Linked DNA regions of Mus musculus: regions 1 and 2 are each linked to region 3. The links are chromatin contacts, called in public HiChIP or PLAC-seq and promoter capture Hi-C maps. All regions are on one chromosome and are shown on one strand. The core of a region is the stretch at or near the end of the contact, and the rest is flanking DNA. Distances in the headings are between cores, read along the strand shown.

Evidence for each region. Promoter capture Hi-C pulls out the DNA fragments that hold promoters and counts their contacts. HiChIP or PLAC-seq counts read pairs in DNA pulled down with a chosen protein or histone mark.
Region 1: a contact with region 3 is called in a promoter capture Hi-C map of hematopoietic stem and progenitor cells. The contact joins the promoter of Capzb here to the promoter of Sh2d5 in region 3. A contact is called at or near these places in 1 of 39 promoter capture datasets (hematopoietic stem and progenitor cells) and 1 of 115 datasets of contacts at active chromatin or transcription factors (pancreatic cancer cells).
Region 2: a contact with region 3 is called in an H3K4me3 HiChIP or PLAC-seq map of forebrain, with 4 times the contacts expected there. The contact joins the enhancer-like site here to the promoter of Sh2d5 in region 3. A contact is called at or near these places in 3 of 39 promoter capture datasets (embryonic stem cells, hippocampal neurons and neural stem cells), 1 of 15 datasets of contacts at CTCF or cohesin (embryonic stem cells), 1 of 484 Hi-C or Micro-C datasets (cortical neurons), 3 of 115 datasets of contacts at active chromatin or transcription factors (embryonic forebrain, embryonic stem cells and forebrain) and 1 of 9 other capture datasets (embryonic stem cells).

The regions. Positions count from the first base shown.
Region 1 is chr4:139,191,502-139,195,322 of GRCm38.p6, reverse strand. Capzb (capping protein (actin filament) muscle Z-line, beta) reads right to left here and starts at 2,424. Exons shown (of 9, transcript NM_009798.4): 1 at 2,295-2,424. The coding sequence starts at 2,297.
Region 2 is chr4:138,857,370-138,861,043 of GRCm38.p6, reverse strand. It overlaps a transcript of Pla2g5 not described here. Among named protein-coding and RNA genes, the nearest start is that of Gm32930, 4.2 kb to the left of the region's middle. Within about 2 kb of position 1,588, at least 27 of the 459 cell types and tissues checked have an H3K27ac peak or open chromatin away from gene starts, as enhancers often do. A contact at or near this core is called in cortical neurons, embryonic stem cells, forebrain and 1 more, where this site is marked.
Region 3 is chr4:138,248,720-138,252,384 of GRCm38.p6, reverse strand. It overlaps Sh2d5 (SH2 domain containing 5), which reads right to left and starts at 1,974. Exons shown (of 10, transcript NM_001099631.1): 1 at 1,877-1,974.

The DNA of each region.
Region 1 (3,821 bases), core at 1,175-3,674, 940 kb before region 3:
AGCTGAGACTGCAGGTATGTGGCACCACGCCCAGCCTTCCACGACAGATCTTTCAGAGTTAGGTACTGTTCTAGGACCAGATAGACAGGGGCAGAAAACACAAGACCAACATCTCTGTCCCCTAAGAGCTCGGGGATCAGGCCCATAGGCTATGCTCCTGTCTCAAAATGGCCATTTCCTAACAGGAGAGCCACCCAGAGTCTGCAGAGGTAAGCACTTGCTCTCCCTGGCTGGGCCTGAGCATCCATCCCATCATTATGGTTCTTCAACAGTGTCATTATATCAGACACACAACAGCAGACAAGGAAGACCGCAGTCTGGAGGCTGCTAGGCAGGCTCCCACTGGCCAAGAGTGCTCTCCACACAGATGCAACAACATTTTGAATGAGTTACAATGAATGCCCCAGCTTTTCTTCACCTGTCAGATGGACAAAGCGAAAGCCTAGATGATTCTGTGGAGACTAAGTCCCATCTGGCCACTCCACCACCCTCTCCTGCTTTGGTGCTGGGAGTACACACAGAAAACTTCAGTCTACTTTGAAGAATCTCACCCAAAACTGTCCTGGACAAGTCCTTTCCCCCTGCAGACTAAGGTCAGGGGTTCAGACCCCCAGGCCCGTTTCCAGCCAAGAGCAATAACATGAAAACCTGTCTTGCCTATGCTTTTAATCAATATATAGAAAGTTTACTAGCCAATCAGACTTAGTCATCCCCAATACAGTTGCTGCACCCTTGCTAAAACAAGGCACAGGGTACCTCAAAACCATCTAGGGTCCAAAATCCCCTCCTAAATATCGACCAGGCAGGAGGGGAGCCACCTGTAAGGCTACACGGAGCAGGTGGGTTGCCTTCCCTCTCAGCCTACCTTACAAGGCTTCCTTGACCATGTGAGGTAGTTCTCTGGCCCTTCCACCACCAAAGATGGTGGGCCTGCTCTGCAGGTATCCAGGTAGATTAGGGGGTGCAGGGGTATGGGGGAGGAGGGAAGTGACACATCTAAGGCTCCTCAAATAAGTTGCTAGCATAGTGTGCCTGTCTTCATTACCAAAACAAACACCATGAGTGGAGTCCGGGAGCTCTCCGGCCTGTGAGTTTCTGCTCACCTGCTCCGAGGCACCTCCATAATCAGCAGTCCCAACTCTAACAAGCTGACAGTTCAGGGGGAAAGGAAGGCTGCGCCTGCTAGGATGCATCGTGTCCAGGCCGTAGGTTGGGCTGCTGAGCTCCGTGTCCCCCTAGCCCCAGGGCTGCGGCCTCACAAGAGCAATTGTGAGTTCACCCCTGTCCAGTTGGCTTACCAACCCGTCAGCACTCTGCTCCCCACTCAGGCAGGGCACCCCTCAAGACGCGCTCTATTAGCCGCACTACCACTAGGCCCTCCCAAGGGAAATGCCCTGTTCTGCCTTCCGGGCATACAGATGCCGCCCTTCTCTCCCTCGCTCGCCTGCTCACTCACACCGAAGCGGCCTCCCCAGAAAGGGGCAAACCTAGGAAAGGCTCAGTACCCAGACCACCCCCACCCTGGCTGGGGCTCTCCCCCGCTCGCCAGAGGCTGCCCAGAAAGAGCCTCCTAGGAACAGGAGAGGGGACACCTGGGTCAGGAGCAGGACACGGAACAAGCAGGGTCTAGATGGGAGGGTGAGAGCAGCGAAGGGCTGACGCAGGCTAGGCTAAGTCGTGAGAAGTCGGGGGAAGGGGACGGCTAGGGCCGGGGACAGGGAGGTGCAGGGAGGGGGGGAACACAGCTGGAGTAGAGAGGCCACACTTGAGGACCGACCGCAGAGAGAAGATTCCATGACGGTGAAGGAAACAAACCTAGGCAGAGTTCACTGGAAAGGGCTTATCGGGGTGCAGACTGGGGCCATGGAGAGGAGAAGAGTTTGGGGGAAGGGGACCTAGACTGGACCACTGGAGCGAGAACCACGGTCCTAGCCTGGGCCCTGGGGCCGAGGCAGGAGCCCAAGTACAGCCCATGGGATGAAGGCCTGCGAGAGGGGTGCCCGGCCTGGCCCCTGAAGGAAGGAAGGTCTAGCCTGGGATAGGCGAGACTAGCCTGGACTTGCAGGGAGAAGAACTGGGCTCCACATGGAGCCCAGGGCGGGGTCATAGGCTATCAGGGCCTCCCGCCGCCCACTCCGGACCCGAAGAGTGGCGTCTGCCTAGGGTCCGGGACCCCGCCCCTCCCCCACCCCGGATCCCCACCCTTCCCGGGCCGGGCGGGTCGGCGAAGGAGTGGACGCGAGCTCCGGCGGTGAGAGGGGTCCCGGGATGGAGCCGTGAAGGGGTCCCTTTACCATGGTGGCGGCGGCGGCGACGGTCCCTGTCCCGGCGTCTGTGGCTCTCCCCCCCGCAGCAGGGCCCTGCGCTTCCACTTCCCCGGGTGCCCAAGAGTGAACATCCGGGTCAGCGCCCCCCTCCCCCCCCCACCCCCCCGCGCCGGGCAGCCACCACCTTCCTTCCCCGCCCCGGCCAGCCCGACCCGCCCCCCAGCCGCCAGCTCCCGACCAATGAGAGCGCGGGGCCGCAGCGATCGCCAAGTATGGAGCGCCGCGCGGGGGGCGGGGACGGGGGCAGGCCCTGTGGTCGAGTGGGCGTGTCCTGTCTCAGGAGGGGCGGGCCAGGCGCAACGCTCCTGCGCGGCCAGGGCTGTGGCGTTCCGGAGGGACTGGGTCTACTTGCGTCCCTCCTCTGACTGTCAGCCTCGCTTCTCGCAGCTGCAGGACGCGGGCTAGCTGAGGGTGGAGCGGTTCACTGGTTCCCCTGGGCGGAGGATGCGGAAGGCGCCGAAACTAGGAGGGGACCGGCCCTCCGCAACCCACCCGGACCCGGAACTGGTGCGCCGGACGAGGCCCGGCCCCTACAGAGCGAGCGGAACCTGCATGGGGAAGCCGGCTCTGCCGCCCCTGTTGCTGAACACCTGCTATCAGGACCAGGCGGGCAGCTTTTAGGTACCAAAAGATGACAAGTGAATAAGCCATAAGGATCCCTGCCTGCACTTCATAGCTACCAGAGTAGTTGTGGGAAAGACCCGGGTAAGAAGACTAGAACATTTGGGTTCAATAAATGCTGTTTCATATACTTTTTTACATTATGTACAGAGAATCAGCCCGTTTCCCTAAATGAGTATCTCTCTCGAATCATATAGTGACTCAGAAATCCCTCTTTGTTTTCAGGTCTGAAGATTGAACGTAGAGCCTCAGGCAGGCTAGGCTAAGCTCTTCCACTTAACTGCAGCCCCAACCAGAAATTTGCTGTTCAAAAGAGTGAATTTTGTTTTGTTATCTAGAACTCAGGAGCCCTAGAATTGCACGTTTTGTTTATAACAACCCCCTACACGGCTTGCTCACCCTCCGTTTAGAGTCATATCAGGTCCTGAGAAGAGATCAGAAAACATCTGAGGGGAAACTGTGCCCTAGGCCTCTGAGCTTATAGTCAAGTGAAAGCTTGCAGGGACAGCCACCAGCAAAGAAAGCGTCCAGGTAAGTCTCTCAAGAATGACATAGACCAATATTACAGGAGTTCAGAGAAGGGAGTGGCACTTAGAAGGTCATTACACCGGAAGTATTTATCATGTAGCTATTGGCCAAGCACTGTGTAGGAAGCAGGCTGGAGAAATTACAGCTTTGAGCAAAATAGCCCATGATGGCATATGGCTTGTGGGTAAGATTTCACCTCCAGGAATAGAGCCTCTTACAGCCTGGGTAAGTACCCCTGTCCTGAGTTAAGGCCCCTTCAAGCTTGAAACCTGGTCAGAGACCAGGTACCCTATCTAATAAAGTATTGGGGGTGAGATGTGGAAAAACAGTGGATAGAGCAGGTAG
Region 2 (3,674 bases), core at 339-2,838, 610 kb before region 3:
TCTTACCTGCCCCTTGGCTGCTTTCTTCTTCTTCTTCTTCTTCTTCTTCTTCTTCTTCTTCTTCTTCTTCTTCTTCTTCTTCTTCTTCTTCTTCTTCTTCTTCTTCTTCTTCTTCTTCTTCTTCTTCTTCTCCTTCTCCTTCTCCTTCTCCTTCTCCTTCTCCTTCTCCTTCTCCTTCTCCTTCTCCTCCTTCTCCTCCTTCTCCTCCTTCTCCTTCTCCTTCTCCTCCTTCTCCTCCTTCTCCTCCTTCTCCTCCTTCTCCTCCTTCTCCTCCTTCTCCTCCTTCTCCTCCTTCTCCTCCTTCTCCTCCTTCTCCTCCTTCTCCTTCTTCTCCTTTCTTCTTCTTCTTTTCTTCTCCTTCCTCCTCCTCCTCCTCCTCCTCCTCCCCTTCTCCACTCAAATTGACTAACAGATATTTAGATTGCCAGGCACTGTGGGTCCCCTGGGCTCTTTCAAGTAGTTCAAGGACACTCCTGGTCCTGGGGATCTCAGTTTGCCTCCCTGGCCCTTGCCCATCTGCTCCCCCTCCCCAACCCCCTGAGCTCTGTCACTGGGAGGCCAGAACCCTGGCTCCCTCTCCCTTGGCAGCTTTTCTACCCAAGATCTGCTCCAGCATCAGCTGTCAATCAAGTACAGGCACACCCTTGACTTCCTGGTCTTTCAGGCCTCCCCAACCACCACTGTGTGTGTCTGTCTTCATTTTCTGTGACGCGCAAATTTCCAATTGTGGTCCCCGCACCAGCTCTGCCGTACCCTGTTCCTCCCACCAGCTTTGCCGCATCCCGTTTAATAAGCCTTCCTTCTGGAAGCCTTCGTCTTCATCAGTTCAGCCATAAGACAGAGACTGCTTCTGCTGCTCGCGGCATCTGTCTTGGAATCTTCCAAGTAGCCCTAAAGCCTTAACCAGGCATCTGATCCCCCCACTGTTTCTTTCCCCACAGAAAAGACATCCCGGAACTTGGCCTTCTGCTGACAGCTTGGCCACTGTGTTAGAGAGCACCTGGCCCGTTCCTAGGAGTGTTTTTCTATCTGAGCATGGCGGAGGTCCATTCAACACTTCCTAACCAGTTCCAACCCTCCGCTGCCCCCTGCGGTGGAAGCCGGAACACCATGAGCGCGCCTCTCTCTGAGCAGCCCAGGCAGGCAGGCATCTTGGGAGGGAAGAGCCTAGCCACTCCTCTCAGAGTAGAGCGCTTACAGGGTAATAAATATCCTTCATGCAGCTGCTGATGTCCTCTTTAGCGCAGATGACATTCGTTGCACCTCCCTTCCTCACACACGAGGGAGAAAATGAGGTCGGGCACAGAAGCCCATCTTCTGTCATTTTTCAGGCTGTTTCCTGATGGCGGGTGCCCCGTCCCCAGGAAGCAGCCGGATGGGAGATGGTTCTCACAAAGTCGATAAGGCCTTGTTACACTTTTCTTCTGAGAAGAAAACCCAGGCTCAGAGACGCTACTTTGTTCTACAGCATTTTTTTTTAAAAAAAGATTTATTTTATTTTATTTCTCTGCATATGTGCATCTATCTGCGGCTTTGTATGTGTGAGTGCTCGTGGAGGCCAGCAGAGGGCGTCAAACCCTAGAGTTGTGCTTTGGCAGCAAGCAGCTGTGTTTCCTGTGTAGCTTCTTCCAAGGGCTCAGTGGAGCGCTCAAAGTAGCTGCGTGCTTAGTTCAAGGCGGCCAGGGTACCAGGGAATGGTCTATCAGCTGTCAAGTAAGGCGTTAAACCGTCTCAAAGCCCAGTGTCATAGCTTACTTAAAGACACATTAAAAAGGAGCACTTGCAATAAGGATACCATTAACACTAACGGGGTTCTATAACATTTCTAACGCTGAGCTTCTGCCTGGCAGAAGTCTCAGGCAGTCTTGGGCCCTTTAAATCTCACTTCCTCTGCAGATACACCCCCGGGGATCTTTTCTCCAAGGCTAGCTGAGGATGGGGCCTCTCAGAGCCCCTGACATGAAGATAAGGCTCCTGCTGCAGTCAGTGCTCATGCTTTGTGGTAAGGGTCCACCCATGACTTCTGTCCCCTTTCACATCTGGATTCCTGCTAGGAGGCTGTGATGGGGTGGGGGTGGAGGTGGGGGCGGGGTAACGTGTTGACTGTGGTCCAGGCATGGGAACCTGCTAGATGTCTAAAATGTCATTGGAAAGGGGACCAGCAAGTTAGCTGTTTGGGTTTATGGTCTCCATGACTACGATTAGGTTAGGAGACCATCAAGAGATCCAGGTGTTGGCCGGCATAAATGGCATCTTCTGAGCCAAATACAAGTGAGCACGGCCGGGGGAACACAGACTCAAGTTTCCCCGAATGGCAAACTCCTCTACCCACAGAGAGACCGCCTTGTGTAAGCTCGGCTGTCACTCAGCAGCAGGTGGCTCGCGAAGCAGGCTGACTGCAGAGGCACAGACGGTCTTCCAGTTCACACACTGTCTTCCATGAGGCAAGAACATCTCTGCCAGGACTCTCATGTTATCACCTTAGTCTGACGTTTGCTACGAGCTAGGAGAGATGCACCAAGCTTGGTGTACATTCTACAAATTGTATCCAGTGATGTGTGTGTGTGCCCGCGCGTGTACAAGTTTACATGTAGCCCAGTCTGCATGTGGATGTCAGTACACATGTGTGTGAATGCATGTAGAGGTCAGAGATGTCAGGGTCACACCTCGGCCCCCTCTCCACCTTCCTTGTGAGACAGACTCTTTCACTGACCTGGACTGGAATTACAGGCAGGTGTCACCACATTGGATCCCCGCCCCCCCCCCCCATCAGCTATGCCCTTTTTTTAATAGTTAATTTAGTTACATGGGAAACTAATACCAAAACACACTTAGCCCAGATGATCAAGTACTGCATAGGCAGACGCTCACGGGCAAACAGACGGTCATCTTTGAGCACCAGATCAACGCTTGAGAAGGTAGCTGCCACAGCTCAGCCTCTATCTTTTGCCTTAGGGTCTGTCCTCCAGCTTGTTCAGCAAGGTTTTTTTTTTTTCCTTTTTACTGAGTGAGCCATCTCCCCTCCCCCGTATAACCTAAGAGGACTTTGTTTCTGGATCTCTCCAGAGCCACAGAGCACCAACGAGCAGGGATCAAACACACTTCAAGCCCCCACAGTACAGCTGCAGACTCTTGGGGACACGCCATTTAACTTGGCAAGAGACTGTGGGAAGTTACTGCGGGCTCCGGCGGGATCATACGGGGACCTGGCTCCTAGGTCTGAGTCCACGGAAGCCTTGGGGTTTGTGGGTTTGCGGTTGGGTGTGATGGTGTCAGGATGCTGAGCTTGGGAGGAGACGGGGGAGGCCTGGTGGTGAAGGAAGATACTTATTTTTGAGGAAGTTCTGTTGTGAGTGGGGGTGAGGGAGACTTTTAGTCTGAGACAAATAATTAGGGTGCCCGATGATAGAACTCATAGTTGGGATGTAAGGGTCTTTCTATCTCATACTGGGGCTCCTCTGATTCAAGCAGGGTGTCCTCCCCATGTTGGGGTCTTATCCAACCAGAGGAGAAGCTCTGGTTTCTTTTACAAATCCACAATGTATCCAGGATTGATACTGACCAGGCGGATTTTTTTTTTTTTTAAAGATTTACTTATATGTAAGTACACTGTCTTCAGACACTCCAGAAGAGGGCGTTAGATCTCATTACGGTTGGTTGTGAGCCACCATGTG
Region 3 (3,665 bases), core at 725-3,224:
CCAGGTGACACCAACTGGAACCCCTCAGCGATGGTGAAAGTCAGGCTGGGAAGGAAGCTGGCCTGGAGGCTTTGACTCCCCAGGAGAGCGCAGGAGTTAGTAGGGTGGCCTGAAAGTACCAAAGCGGCAGATGTACTTGGAAAGGGAGGAGCTCGGGTGCCTTAGAATTGATGCTCTTAGATCCCTCCACCCTACTGGCCAGTGACCTTCAAGCCCAGGCTTCAACCAGGGAGAGTGGGAAACAATGGCTGTAGCCCCGCCCCTGCCCCAGTCCACCCAGACCTCCCCAAGGCTGCTGCCGACCTTCGCTCTGCCAACCTTCCCTTCTAACCCTGCTCACTTCCCAGTCGCCTGTCCCGACGGCACATCTGTTGTTTATATAAAGCAGACCACAGTCTTGCCACGTGCCGCCTGCCCCTTCCCAGCAGGGGGACGCAGCTCCCCCGGAGGCAGTGAAGTGCTTCTTCACTTTCTAATCACCAAGGCAGGCAGAAGAGAACAAGGAAGCAGAGACCACAAGACTCATAGCCGGCAATGAGACCCGTAAGGAAGCGGGATGGAACGAATGAAAAGAAAAGCAATCACGAAAGAGACAAAGAGAGCTGACGAGAGCCCTTCACACCCCTGCCTGCGCCTGGCAAGCACAGGGTAAAGAGCCAAGGGTCAGCAAAGCTCACACTCACACACACACAGACACCAGCTTGCCCAGTCCTCTGTGGGGGAAAGGGGCATATAGAAGCGGGGGGGGGGGGGGGGGGAGAGAAGGCGGGTGGACAGCATCCTCCAAGCACCTGGCCGTCGTCCCCAGCCTCCTTATATTTAGCCTCCCCAGAAACAGGAACTGTGTGCCCCTCTTCCAGTCTGATCCTGCCTTAGACCAAGGAGGTCACCAGGGTTCATTGAAACCCTGAAAACGACCACACACCCAACTCATCTCTTTGAACCAAAAAAAAAGTTTCCCACAGGGGTTTGTCTGCTGCGGCCAGGTCATACCTACAGAGGCACATACGGGCTTCTATTTTCCAGAGGGCGGGGGGGGGTGTTCTCCTTAGGAGCAGGAGACTGGCTATGTTAACTCTATACTTCACGTCCAATCACAGGGCCCTGTGCACCATAAAACTCAACAATCTATCCATTCAGGGTACTTGGGAGACTCCCAAGCCTGCAGACCCCAGCTACTGGACTAAAGGCACACATCACAGGATGGAGAGCTGGCAAACCCAGGACTCTCTGCCGAGGCTAGGCAGTACCCTTCTGCTTACAGTCTATGGGGCCCCCAAGCAGGCATCCATCCTTGGTATACACTGGGTCTGTATCTGTGCAGAAGTAGCCAGTAGTAGCCTCATAGCTGCAACAACTCAGGCGCTAGGTATGGAACTGTTTAGAAAGGCTGGGCTCCCAGCCCAGCACACTTCTGCTACCATCTCCACAGGCCCTGGACCCGCGCAACAAGGGACTGGACTGGGGTTCAGCAGGTTTGGCTGATGTGACCTTGGCCTGCCAGCTTCCAGTTCCTCAGTTGTGAAGGGGACCGCGAAGGCAGCCACCTCCTGGGTCTGTTCATCAGCCTCTGTTCTTCCCGAAATCTATCTGGTCGCGGGGAGTACACAAGGCTGGATAGGGAAGACGCGGAAAGGATCGCGAGCGGAGGTGCGGAGCGCGTGCGAGCGCAGACAGCGATCTCGCAAGCGTCACCATCCCCACGCAGCGCTAGGTTCTCGGAGGGGCACAGGTGCCCCGGCGCCAGAAAGGGAGGTATGGTGACGGGGACTGAGGTGATGGCAACTGCCGGCGGAGGGAAGTGGGGGTGCGGCTCGCTCTGGGAAGACCCTCCCGGCTTCGGCCCAGCCCCCGGAGGGTTCCCAGGAGCACTCACCACCGCTACCGCGCCTCCTGGCAGGTCTCACAGCTCCGTTTCCCGCAGCTTCTGCTCCTACCCAGCGCGGGGCCCGCCCCACCCCCGCACACGCCCCCGCCCCCGCGCCGCGCGCCCCCCACGTGGCCCTGGGATCCGACCCCTTGGGCATCACCTGGCCGCGGCGCCGGCCTCACCAGCCAATCGGAGCCGCTCCGCTCCGCCGTGCCGCCCAATCAGAGGCTGCGAGGGTACCTGGCTCCGCCCACGCTGCGACCTGGGTTGGCTCCTCCTTGTCGCTCTTCCTCCACGAAGCTGTCCAGACTCGGTGAGCTCAGGGCCTCGCTACTCGTCTGCTCCTCGGGGCAGACCTAGCTACTCCACTAGGTCTGCACGGTCGCTCAATGACCTTGCAGACCCACCCCTTCACACGCAAATGGCAGAGGACTTGGTGGCATGAATCCACTTACTGGGTGGAGATTGATTGGACCGCTCAGCTGGGGTCCAGCAGGAGTGGTGACTCTTGTCCTTCCGGCCTCACGGAAATCCACTTAGATGGGGAAATGGTGAGTGAATTTAGCCAGCGCGCGCACAGAGCCGAGAGGGCGAGCTCTTCTGATCCCATTAGGTGAGGAGCGCAGTAGGTGGCCCAAATAAATCGCAAATCCGAGCCAGGCAAGCGCGTGGTGTGTATTAAACCCGAAATCTGCAGAGAGAACGCATCAGAAACTGCCCGTGTGGCACACCGCAGAAATCCAGGACATAAGGGTTCAGACCCAGGGAGGGACACCAAGACAGATGACAGAGCCCGCGAGAAGGTGGACCTGAATCTGCAGCCTCAGGGGAGTTCCCAGGTGCAGTGCAGAGTGCGCAGGGCACGGCTCTGGGCATCCCTTGTCTCTGCAGAGCTCCTAACACCTTTCCAGAGGCAACAATAAGGTGTGATTGTTGCCCACAACCAGGCACTTCTCTCTCCCCAGTGGGACTTAGATTAACACTTTAATCATGTTAATCCTCCAGGGCCTCTCCCATAGCCATTACCACCCCTGACTCAGCCAGGTGAGAACTGGAAGGCCTGACAGGGACACTGACCTGGTAAGTGAAGGGTCAGTAAATACCGATGCTATTTTGAATTTCTTTTGTCTGTGACCTTTGGCAATTCCCCTGTGCAGAATGGTAAGGAATCTCCCTAACAGTCTCCAGGCCTGGACAGTGAAGGAGCAACGGGGGGGAGGGGGGGGGCAAGCTCAGTTCACCAAACGGGCAACTCAGGATACATAAAAACGAAAAGGCTCCCTCCTAACTCTTAAAAAGAAATATTTAAAGCTCCTTACTTCATCTTAGTTTATTTTATTTTTAAATAAAATGCACTTTTTATAGAATAAAATTTTACAATTTTATAAATTTAGATTTCTTTTTGATTGTGAGTATGATCCATTCCTTTTTTTTTCTTTCATTTTATTAATTTTTATCTGTATGTGTGTTTTGCCTGCTTTTATATCTGTGCACCACATGCATACCTGGTACCATTGCAAGCCACAAGGAGTCAGGTCCTCTGAAACTGCAGTTATGAGAGTTGTGAGCTGTCATACAAATGCTAGGAATGGAGCCTAGGTCCTCCGGAAGGGCAACCAGTACTCTTAACCACGTGAGACACTTCTCTACTCAGATTTATAAGTGTTTTGCCTGCATGTGTGCATATATATCGCATTTGTGCCTGAATCCCTCAGAGAACAGAAGGTGGGGGTGGGGGGACAAACCTCTGGAATTAGAATTACAGATGGGTATTAGCTGTCACACGGGTGCTAAA